Regions from separate parts of the Mus musculus genome. Here region 1 is linked to region 2. Evidence: chromatin contacts called from public promoter capture Hi-C data. All regions are on one chromosome and are shown on one strand. Each heading gives the region's core, a stretch centred on a gene start, on an enhancer-like site or on the middle of the called end of the contact. The rest is flanking DNA. Distances are from core to core; before and after follow the strand shown. Region 1 holds the start of Jmjd6 (jumonji domain containing 6). Region 2 holds the start of Fdxr (ferredoxin reductase).

Region 1 (4,643 bases), core at 975-3,474, 1.6 Mb before region 2:
ATGAAATCCAGTCTCAAAAAACAAATATCAGTACCTAAGCATGAGACCCTGACTTAACATATGTCTATAACACAATGGATTAGGCTTTGAGTACAATAAAGGCCCAGAGAAGGATGTTTCTAGAAGAAATGCAGATTTGTGTATAAAAACCCCGGGGTTCTTTACTCATATTGAGTGTCTTTACTCCCTAAATTTGGAAGGAAATTCAAGAGTTTTTGACATGAAGACATTTGGAAGCTACAGAAACAAGTTGTTTTGGTCTGCCTCTTATGTGTTTTCCCCTGTAACACTGACCTGCTGAGAAAGGACAAACTAAAAACAAGGAGGACATGGGAAAGTCAAGATCTCATCCCTAAGACTAGTCTCTCACCAAGTGAGGATCAAATTTTAGTACAACTAACAAAATTCACCGTGACATTTGTCTACAGAGGAGCAGAGTTCTTTATATTGACATATTTCAAACCAGAATGTTCTATGGTTTTATTTACTAAAACAAGTTTCTTAGAAATTCCTGAAACAGCCGGGCGTGGTGGCGCACGCCTTTAATCCCAGCACTCGGGAGGCAGAGGCAGAGGCAGGTGGATTTCTGAGTTCGAGGCCAGCCTGGTCTACAAAGTGAGTTCCAGGACAGCCAGGACTATACAGAGAAACCCTGTCTCGAAAAACAAAACAAGACAAACAAACAAAAAAATTCCTTAAACAATTTAACTCCAGATGTTACCAAATCATTCATATGGCTATTAAGACACTCAAGTGCAGTATTCTGACTTATGAAGTCTGTACCCCATGCCTTCTTGTCCTTTTCCTAGTTGTCTATTAATGCCCAAACTTAAAAAGATCCAGGTTATTAGTATCTTCCAACTCTGCTTCACGCTTATTTGTCCTGAAATATTTCTCTGTAGTACACAGCCAAGAATCTCTTCTCTAATGTTAGAGGCTGCTGGGAGGGCGGAGGAATACACCTTTAATCCCAACACTCCAAAGGCAGAGGCACGGTGAACCCTGAGTCCAGACTGGTTCACAGAATGTGTTCCACAATAACCAGGGATACATAGAGAGACCCTGTCTCAAAACAAAATCTCTGCTTCACTTGTGTAGAAGTCTGGGAAAAAAAACAAACAAACGAGGACTGCTACAGGTGGCAGCATTGTATAGCAGAAGGCTATACCTTCTGCTCCCCTTACTATTGCCAGGGACACCTACCTACCTATGGTCCAGCTGCCTACATTACAACACGAAAATCCTTTGTAAAACCCGACTACCTGGGAAGAGTTAGTCAGTTTTAGAGTAGCTATGAGCTCGGAGGGAACAAGCCAGTGCCGATGTATAAAATTTTATTGGGGTGTTGGAGACAGGAATCCCTGGTCCCAAAATTTAAACAGCAAAGATTACGGGGTTTGGGATAAACTCAAAAGCACAACTATCATCTATCGTGTATGGATCTTGGATTCGAGCCCCGGCACTGTTTAAGCCAGCATGGTGGCGCACACTCCTAACCCTAAGAAGCGGGAAACGGGGGTTCAAATTCAAAGCCTGCCTGAGCTCAGAAATAAAACAGAGAGTTAGGGCTACCACTCAGTGGCGGAGCACTTGCCTAACAGGCAGAGGTTCAATCAAGAGTACCCGGAGGTTTGGTGGGGAGGGGGGCAGGCCGTGTTAGATATACTGACAGATGCTTTCAAAAGAGTACAAAGTTAGCATCACAGGACAAGACAGCCACTTTCCTGGTGGAATTCAGTGAACTTCCTGGCACTGTCCCTAAATGTGTCACTGGAGCGCACTTAACCCCTCACCGGGCTTCACACCAGACCTGGTGCTAATGAACGAAGCCGAGAACTGAAGGACAACCCACTCCCGCTCCAAACAGGGGGCTCCCACGTGGGTGCCGCCGCACGCACCTGCGGGACGCGGACCTCCAGCACCGCCCGATTGCCTCCGGGAACTGGCTCCTCCCGGAACCGAAAGAGCTGGGTCCCGGCCATGAGGCCGGGCTCGCACGTAGGGGAGTCCAGGGACGCCGGGTCAGGAGGCGGTGCCCAAGGAGCGCGGGGCCGGACACTGTCCATGGCAAACACAGGAAGCCGGAGGCCGCAGCGGGCCCGGCCGGAAGGAGACCGCAGGGAAGCGACGCGCAGACGGAAGTGTTGCGTAGGCCAAAGCAGGGAGGGGCAGGGCGTCGGCGACGCGACCTTCCCAACATGGCGCCCAATTGGCGTGCATGAAGGCGGGTCTGGCAGGTCGCTGAGGCCAATGGCGGACCGCATGAGGCGGTGGGGCGGGGAGGAAGGCCGCTGTTCGCCCAACCCAAAGCTCCGGTGGCGGCTGAGGAGTGAATCTTCTGGAAGGCGACTTTAAAGGCGCCGGGCCGGAGCGAAGGGCGTCTCGGGGCCGCGCCAGCCAGGGAGGGAGGGCGCGTTTGGTGGCAGGAAACGCGAGCCGCGTCGGGGTCGGGGCGGAACCGGACGGCGAGCGGCTCACGATGAACCACAAGAGCAAGAAGCGCATCCGCGAGGCCAAGCGAAGTGCGCGGCCGGAGCTCAAGGACTCGCTCGACTGGACCCGGCACAACTACTACGAGAGCTACCCGCTGAACCCCGCGGCCGTGCCGGTGAGCGGGGCGCGGGACCCCACACGACGGCTGCCCGCCTTCCGAGGGCCGCTGGTCCCCCGATGGGGCCCCGCAGCCCGGCTGTCAAAACTCGCTCGGTCGTGGGAGCTTCGGGCCCCTCCCTCCCGTGAAGGGGTGGCTCCGGGTGCGACGTGCTCGCCCGCACGCACGTGGGCCTCCTTCCGTCCCTCCGGCCCCCTGGAGGAGCAGAGGCTCGCTCGTTCCTTGCTCGTGTGTGCCATTGCTCACGGGTGTCTTTGCTAATTGGCCCTGTGGGACACCTTTATCCGCCACTGGACTTGTTCCAGTGTCCTAACGGGACAGGTCTTTTGTTGTTCCCGCAGGATAACGTGGAGAGAGCTGATGCCTTACAGCTGTCGGTGAAAGAGTTCGTGGAGCGCTACGAGAGGCCTTACAAGCCCGTGGTTCTGCTCAATGCACAAGAGGGCTGGTCCGCACAGGAGAAATGGACTCTGGAGCGCCTCAAAAGGAAATACCGGAACCAGAAGTTCAAGTGCGGCGAGGATAATGACGGCTACTCGGTTAAGATGAAGATGAAGTACTACATCGAGTACATGGAGAGCACCCGCGATGACAGTCCCCTTTACATCTTCGATAGCAGCTATGGCGAACACCCCAAAAGAAGGAAACTTTTGGAAGACTACAAGGTGCCCAAGTTTTTCACAGATGATCTTTTCCAATACGCGGGGGAGAAACGCAGACCCCCTTACAGGTAAATTATTTCACGTTAAGTTTTCAAAAACCATGGACAGTGACAGGCAGTGGTATTTTTGTAAGGCCAGCCTGGGCTACAGAATGAGTTCCAGGACAGCAAGGGCTACACAAAGAAACCCTGTCTCTGGATAAACACACACAAATCCGCAAGCCTGTTAGCAGAACTCTGTCTAACCTTGTAAAAGCAATGAAAGTCTTCCCTACACATTGACCTGTTTATAGTCCTACTTCGGAAGAAGGATTCCATGGGGGTGGGGGGGTGGGGAGGCATCTGGATTCCTCCAGGGCATTTTTTTTTTTTTAAATAAAACTTCATGCATGTATATGTTTTACCAGTCTCTGCCTGTTGGTTGAGGTCAGAACCTCAGGAGCTGCAATTATGGATAGTTGTGAGCCATTGGGATCATGTGAGGTGCTAAGAATTGAACCTTGGTGCTTTGAGGAATTGAGTGCTTCTAACCTGAGCCGTCTCTGCCCAGCCCCAGGTCATTTTAGTGCAACCATTGCTTTATCAAGGAAGTTTTATTTCTATTTTTACAAGTGTGGTTTCTTATACTGACTCTTTGTAACTCACTGTGTTACCAGGTTGACCTTAAACTCACAGAGATCTGCCTTCTAAGTGCTAGACATTAAAGATGTTCAATATTGCACCAGGCTTGGTTTGGGTGTTTTGAGATAGGGGTCTCTGTGTAGCACTGGTAGGCTTTGAAATTAAGATCCATCTGTGTCTGTCTCCAGGATGTTGGTATTAAGAGCTTGGGCTACCACACCTAGTGGATCAATAAAAGTCCAGCAGTAATTTGCATCAGTCCATTATTTTTTCTGTTAGACGTCAGTTCATATATAGTTCACTTAATATTGTATATCAGAATGTAGAGTCTCTGAAGACAGCATGCATGATTGTGTATTATAGAGACTTCTATGTCACACGCATTTCAGATTACCTCTCATGGCTTCATGCTTGCATCCTGTAGGTGGTTTGTGATGGGGCCACCGCGTTCTGGAACTGGGATTCACATCGACCCTCTGGGGACCAGTGCCTGGAATGCCTTAGTTCAGGGTCACAAGCGGTGGTGCCTCTTCCCAACAAACACACCCAGAGAACTCATCAAGGTGACCCGAGAAGAAGGAGGGAACCAACAGGATGAAGCAATTACCTGGTTTAATGTCATCTATCCCCGGACACAGCTTCCAACCTGGCCACCTGAATTCAAACCCCTGGAGATATTACAGAAACCAGGAGAAACTGTCTTTGTACCAGGTATAGATGAGCTAGAAGAAACTATACCTGTTCGTCCCA
Region 2 (4,813 bases), core at 1,647-4,146:
CTGAGGTTCTACTGACAACTGGTGTTTTCTGGGGAGGGTGACTCAGTTTTCTTTAAGGGTGTGGCCCCTGATAAGTCCACCTTGCCATGACTATATGTAAGTGGGTTATTGAAAAAAAAAAAACATTTAGTTGCAGATGTGAGGTGGATTTAGGAGGGATTGGGGAAGAAATAGGGAGTGAATAGAATCAAAATACATTATATAAAATTTTCAAAAATTAATAAAAATATATTTAAAAATGAACATGGTATTGTCCCAATAAAACTTGACTTACAAAGCAAGTAATTTTCACGTCACAAAATATAAACTATGTTACCATTTAAGATGGCTCCGTAGTTAAGAGCACTTGCAGGGGCTCAGAGTTCAATCCCCAGCACCCATGACAGATGTTCACCGAAGCCCTCTGATCTCCAAGGCAGCAGCACAGGGCAGAGAGACGGGTGTATATAAAAATAGAGAGAGAAACTGGGCAATGATGGTTCACACTTTTAATCCCAGAACTTGGGAGGCAGAGGCAGGAGAATCTCTGGGAGTTCAAGACCAGCCTGGTCTACCGAGTGAGTTCCAGAACAGCCAGGGCTACACAGAGAAACTCTGTCTTGAAAAGCAAAACAAAACAGTACATGTGTAAATAAATTATTGTTGGAGAGATGGCTCAGTGGTTAAGAGTATGCAAAGGTCCTGAGTTCAATTCCCAGCACACACACAGCAGCTCACAACCGTCTGACACCAAATTCTAGTGTGCAGATGTACATGCAGACAAAATATTCACATACATAAGCTACATACGTAAATAATTTATGTATAGGCTTGTGGGCAGCATTTATCTTACCTACTAGTCTTCTGGGGCAGGCGTAAAACACAATGACATGTTAGAGAATCATATTTACCTCTCAATAAGAAAGTGGTGGAGCCAATCAATGGTGGTGCACACCTTTGATCCCAGCACTAGGGAGGCAGAGGCAGGCAGATCTCTACCAGTTCAAGGCTGGCCTGGTCTATAGAGTGAGTTCCAGGACTGCCAGGGTTACACAGAGAAACACTGTCTTGAAAAACAAAACAAACAAACAAAGTGGGGAGTGATTAGTTGAGCAGAGGATTCTGGGATACTGAGTTTTGGTTCTCAGTCTGGTTGTAGGTCACATTATTACACCTACAGTCTCATAACCCATCAACTATGGTGGGAATGAATGCACTTCTCTGTATGTCAAACTTCAACTAAAAATAACCTTCATTTTTGTTGTTGTTCTTTTGTCTTCTCTCTGTAGACCAGGCTGGCTTCGAACTCACAGTTCTGCCCTCCTCTGCCTCCCCAGTGCCACCGCAGCATGGCTAAAAACATTCTTAAAATAGTGTAAAAAATATGAAATACAAAACAGGGGAAACTTCTGGATTATTAAGCTCCTACACAAGGCTCCAGCAGACCAGCCTGAAAGTTGAAATGGACTGACTCAGCATGAAGTTCACCAAGCTGTCACCTAGCCGTTCATCTGGCCCAAGAATTCCAGATTACAGTCAGGTCAGTCAAGCCAGTTTCCATTGGTATGACCACGTTCCTACTGCCATTTCCCTCTCACAAAACAAGTGGCATACTGTTTTGTGAGATCAGGTGCCACTCTGTATACAGCCCAGGCTAGCTTTGTACCTGAATTATGGAATAGAAGATTCAGCTAGGGGCGGGGCGGGGCGGGGCGAGGCAGGGGGCAGTTAAAACGTAGAGCAATTTTGTAAGTCCCTGGGTTCAATCTTCAACAAGAATAAACAAGAATCAGATGTTGTGAGGATGACAGGTTAGTCTTCCAAGAAGGAGAAGGACTCTCAGAGAAGCACTGGGCTTGTCTGGTTAGAGGTGACAATGGGTCCTGCCCTTATTTTAATTATATTTTTTGTGGTGTAATCGAAACCAGGATCATGTGCACATTAAGCATTCACCCTTCTTCAGGTCCTGTTCTTGTGTAGAAAACATGTGTGGGTCGGCTGGAGGGTAAAGTTGCTTGCCCTCAGCCTTAAATGAGTCTGAAACCCAGGAATTCACGTAGAGGAGGGAACCAACTCCTATAAGCTGTCCTCTGACTACCACACACCACGCGAACGCTGTGGCAAGTGTACACCGGCCCCCATAAATAATGTAATAAAATATATAAATGTTAGAAAAAACTTTTAAAAGATATTGATTTTAGGCTTTGCATCAATTTTCTTTTAAAACATGGAATATGAATGATTTACCTTGACTACTGAGCTTTTGGGTGCCCCCTAAGGTACGGTCTCACCCTGATCCCTGTACTGTCGGACCAGGGTCGAAGGTCGGGCTCTGGTCTCAGTGCCAGAGGGGGAACTTCTTCGCGTGTTTCCTCCCCCATCGTGGGAAGAGGGTGACTAGAAATAAGCTCTTGAGAGTTTAACACTTGTCCTTCTCTGACACGCACAAGTAGCTGTTTGAGGCTACATCAGTTCAACATCCAGACTTAAAAATCGAGGAGTCAAGAATAGCGGATACACGAGACTTCCGGGCTCTGGCCTTCTGATTGGCTGATACAAAAATCACTCAAACAACGACAACGGGGCATTGCGTCATCAGCGAGCGGCAAGCTTTACATAAAGTAAGCTCCTTTCCAATTGGCTCCCTTCTTCAAGAGCAACTGAAACAGCATAGGGGATTCGCGTTTCTTCAAATCTAGACTTCCGGCATCTGGAGGTACTAGGAAGACCGGAGAAATTTGATAAGCTTTTGAGGATTGGACGTTCTGGGGGCGGGGCCTTGGCGAGATGGGGGCATGGTTCTCTTTGGGGGCGTGGTTATTTCGGAAATCTTGGTGAAGTCTCCAAGTTGATGTTTCTAAGCAAGCGGGAGGCGAGGCTTGGGGCGGGGCTCCAGTGATGGGCGGGTCCAGAGGAGCGTCCTCGGCGGGCTGCTGGACCTGCGCTCAGCACTAGAGTCATTGCTAGCTCTTCCGCTTGCTGGTTGCACTTCTCAGCCATGGCTCCTCGCTGCTGGCACTGGTGGCGCTGGTCCGCGTGGTCTGGGCTTCGGCCGTCTCCCTCCAGGAGCACTCCGAGTAGGAGCAGGGCTCTTGGGGGCTGCACCAGGGCGAGGGGAGGCCTGTGATCAAGAGCGGGGGTCCGAGCAGAGCTGAGGCGGGGCTGGAGAGGGGCAAAGCTGAACGTGTCTGCTCTTGCGGGAGAAATGGGAGTGATGGAGAGGGGAGGATCTGTGCAAAGAGATGTAAGGCGTCCTGGGTAAGACAGCTCAGTAAAGGCTAAAAGGATAGACCATGAGGTCTTTATGTGTGATACGAGGTGAACGGAGGTGACAGGCAAATTCGAGGTGAGGAGATGAGCAATAGAGTTCTGTGGGGGAAAGAAGGGCTAGAAAAAAGCAAAATAGAAACGTGATGGGCATATGAAGACATGAGATCACATAAGGAACCTCTCAAGAAAGATAGTGCTGTGCAGGACAGCTTGGGGGATAAGGGGGTCTGGGGCAGATTATTTGTTATTGTTCATGGGTGAGACATGGGGTTCTGGATAAAGACAGCTCTGGCATTCAGATGAAATGGTGAAGCTTTGAGGAACGGAAAAAGGAAGATGCAGGTGAGGGTGAAGGCAAGGTGCAACTGGACAGAATTGGTTTGGGGTGGTAGGAGGGTGTTGGTTTGACCCTGCTGTCCCCTGCTCTACCTAGCCCCAGGCTTCTGCCAGAAGTTCTCCACACAGGAGAAGACCCCTCAGATCTGTGTGGTCGGCAGTGGCCCAGCTGGCTTCTACACAGCCCAACACTTGTTAAAGGTAAGCGAGGCACTCCTTCCAGGCTCCCTTCTTACCATTCATTTCTTGTCCCAATTCTGGGGGTAGGCTCCAGCCCTTTGGTTTGTCTGACAAGGAAGGGGCTTTTGACTAATGTAAGCTGTGTTCTTTCTAACTGATTCCACAGGTATAGCTGAGGCGCCCTAGGTCCTCAGCTGTGAGAGACATGCATTTGTTCCATGGATGGTGGTTGGGGACAGATGGGCAGCTGTCTTCTGCTTTGTAGGGAAGTCTTTTTCAGTCTAATGGGATGGCTTTCGCCTCCCCTTATCTTTACGCTTCTTTATCTCCAGCATTTTATATTTCAAGGCAATCTTGTCTGCAGCTTTGCGCCCTCCCCACGACCATTCTCTTCCACAAAGGCCAAGGTCTCAAAGCTTTCAGTATTAGTCTTGCCAGACAGGGCCTCAAGGTTGCCAGATGTACTGGAAACTCTGTCTCAGACCTTAAAGCAAAAGAGGAAGGGGGCGGGGTACTGCAGAGAAGGCTCCGTGGTTAGGAGTGTTTATGGTCTCACAGAGGACCAAAAGATGGGAGTTGGGTTCCCAGCACCCACACAGTGGCTCACAACTCAGCTCCAGGGAACCCAATGTCCTCTTCTGGCCTCTGCTTGGCCCTTCATTCTTGCACACACACAACATACATAACTAAAAGTGATAAAATAAGTAATTTTAAAAAGTAAGGAATACTGAGCTTGACTGAGACAAGACAGTGTCTGAACTTTAGAGGGGCTTGTAATACCAACGGGACAGAAGAAAAAACGATGATTATATTGATATCACATACAAATGTTTGAAAGGCAGAGTGACCCAGTGGCCTGGTTTACCTGGAGCTGACACTAGGAGGGTCTCATGGAGACCTCTGCTGTGAAGTGACCTATGCATGACTCTGCAGCTACATACCATGATCTACACAGGTCAGCGCTACCAGAAGCTGTCCCTAGAGAATGTATATTTGAGAAGCACCAAAGGTCATGTCTGGGCTTCAGCAAGCTCCCAGGTTCCGACAT

What was found. Promoter capture Hi-C pulls out the DNA fragments that hold promoters and counts their contacts.
Region 1: a contact with region 2 is called in a promoter capture Hi-C map of pre-B cells, with 2.7 times the contacts expected there. The contact joins the promoter of Jmjd6 here to the promoter of Fdxr in region 2. A contact is called at or near these places in 3 of 39 promoter capture datasets (erythroid cells, liver and pre-B cells) and 1 of 9 other capture datasets (liver).

The regions. Positions count from the first base shown.
Region 1 is chr11:116,841,030-116,845,672 of GRCm38.p6, reverse strand. It overlaps Jmjd6 (jumonji domain containing 6), which reads left to right and starts at 2,224. Exons shown (of 6, transcript NM_033398.3): 1 at 2,224-2,608; 2 at 2,953-3,341; 3 at 4,318-4,604. The coding sequence starts at 2,480. It overlaps Mettl23 (methyltransferase like 23), which reads right to left and starts at 2,158. Exons shown (of 5, transcript NM_028865.3): 1 at 1,899-2,158. The coding sequence starts at 2,066.
Region 2 is chr11:115,275,052-115,279,864 of GRCm38.p6, reverse strand. Fdxr (ferredoxin reductase) reads left to right here and starts at 2,896. Exons shown (of 12, transcript NM_007997.1): 1 at 2,896-3,056; 2 at 3,683-3,786. The coding sequence starts at 2,978. Fads6 (fatty acid desaturase domain family, member 6) reads left to right here. Exons shown (of 6, transcript NM_178035.5): 6 at 1-1,238.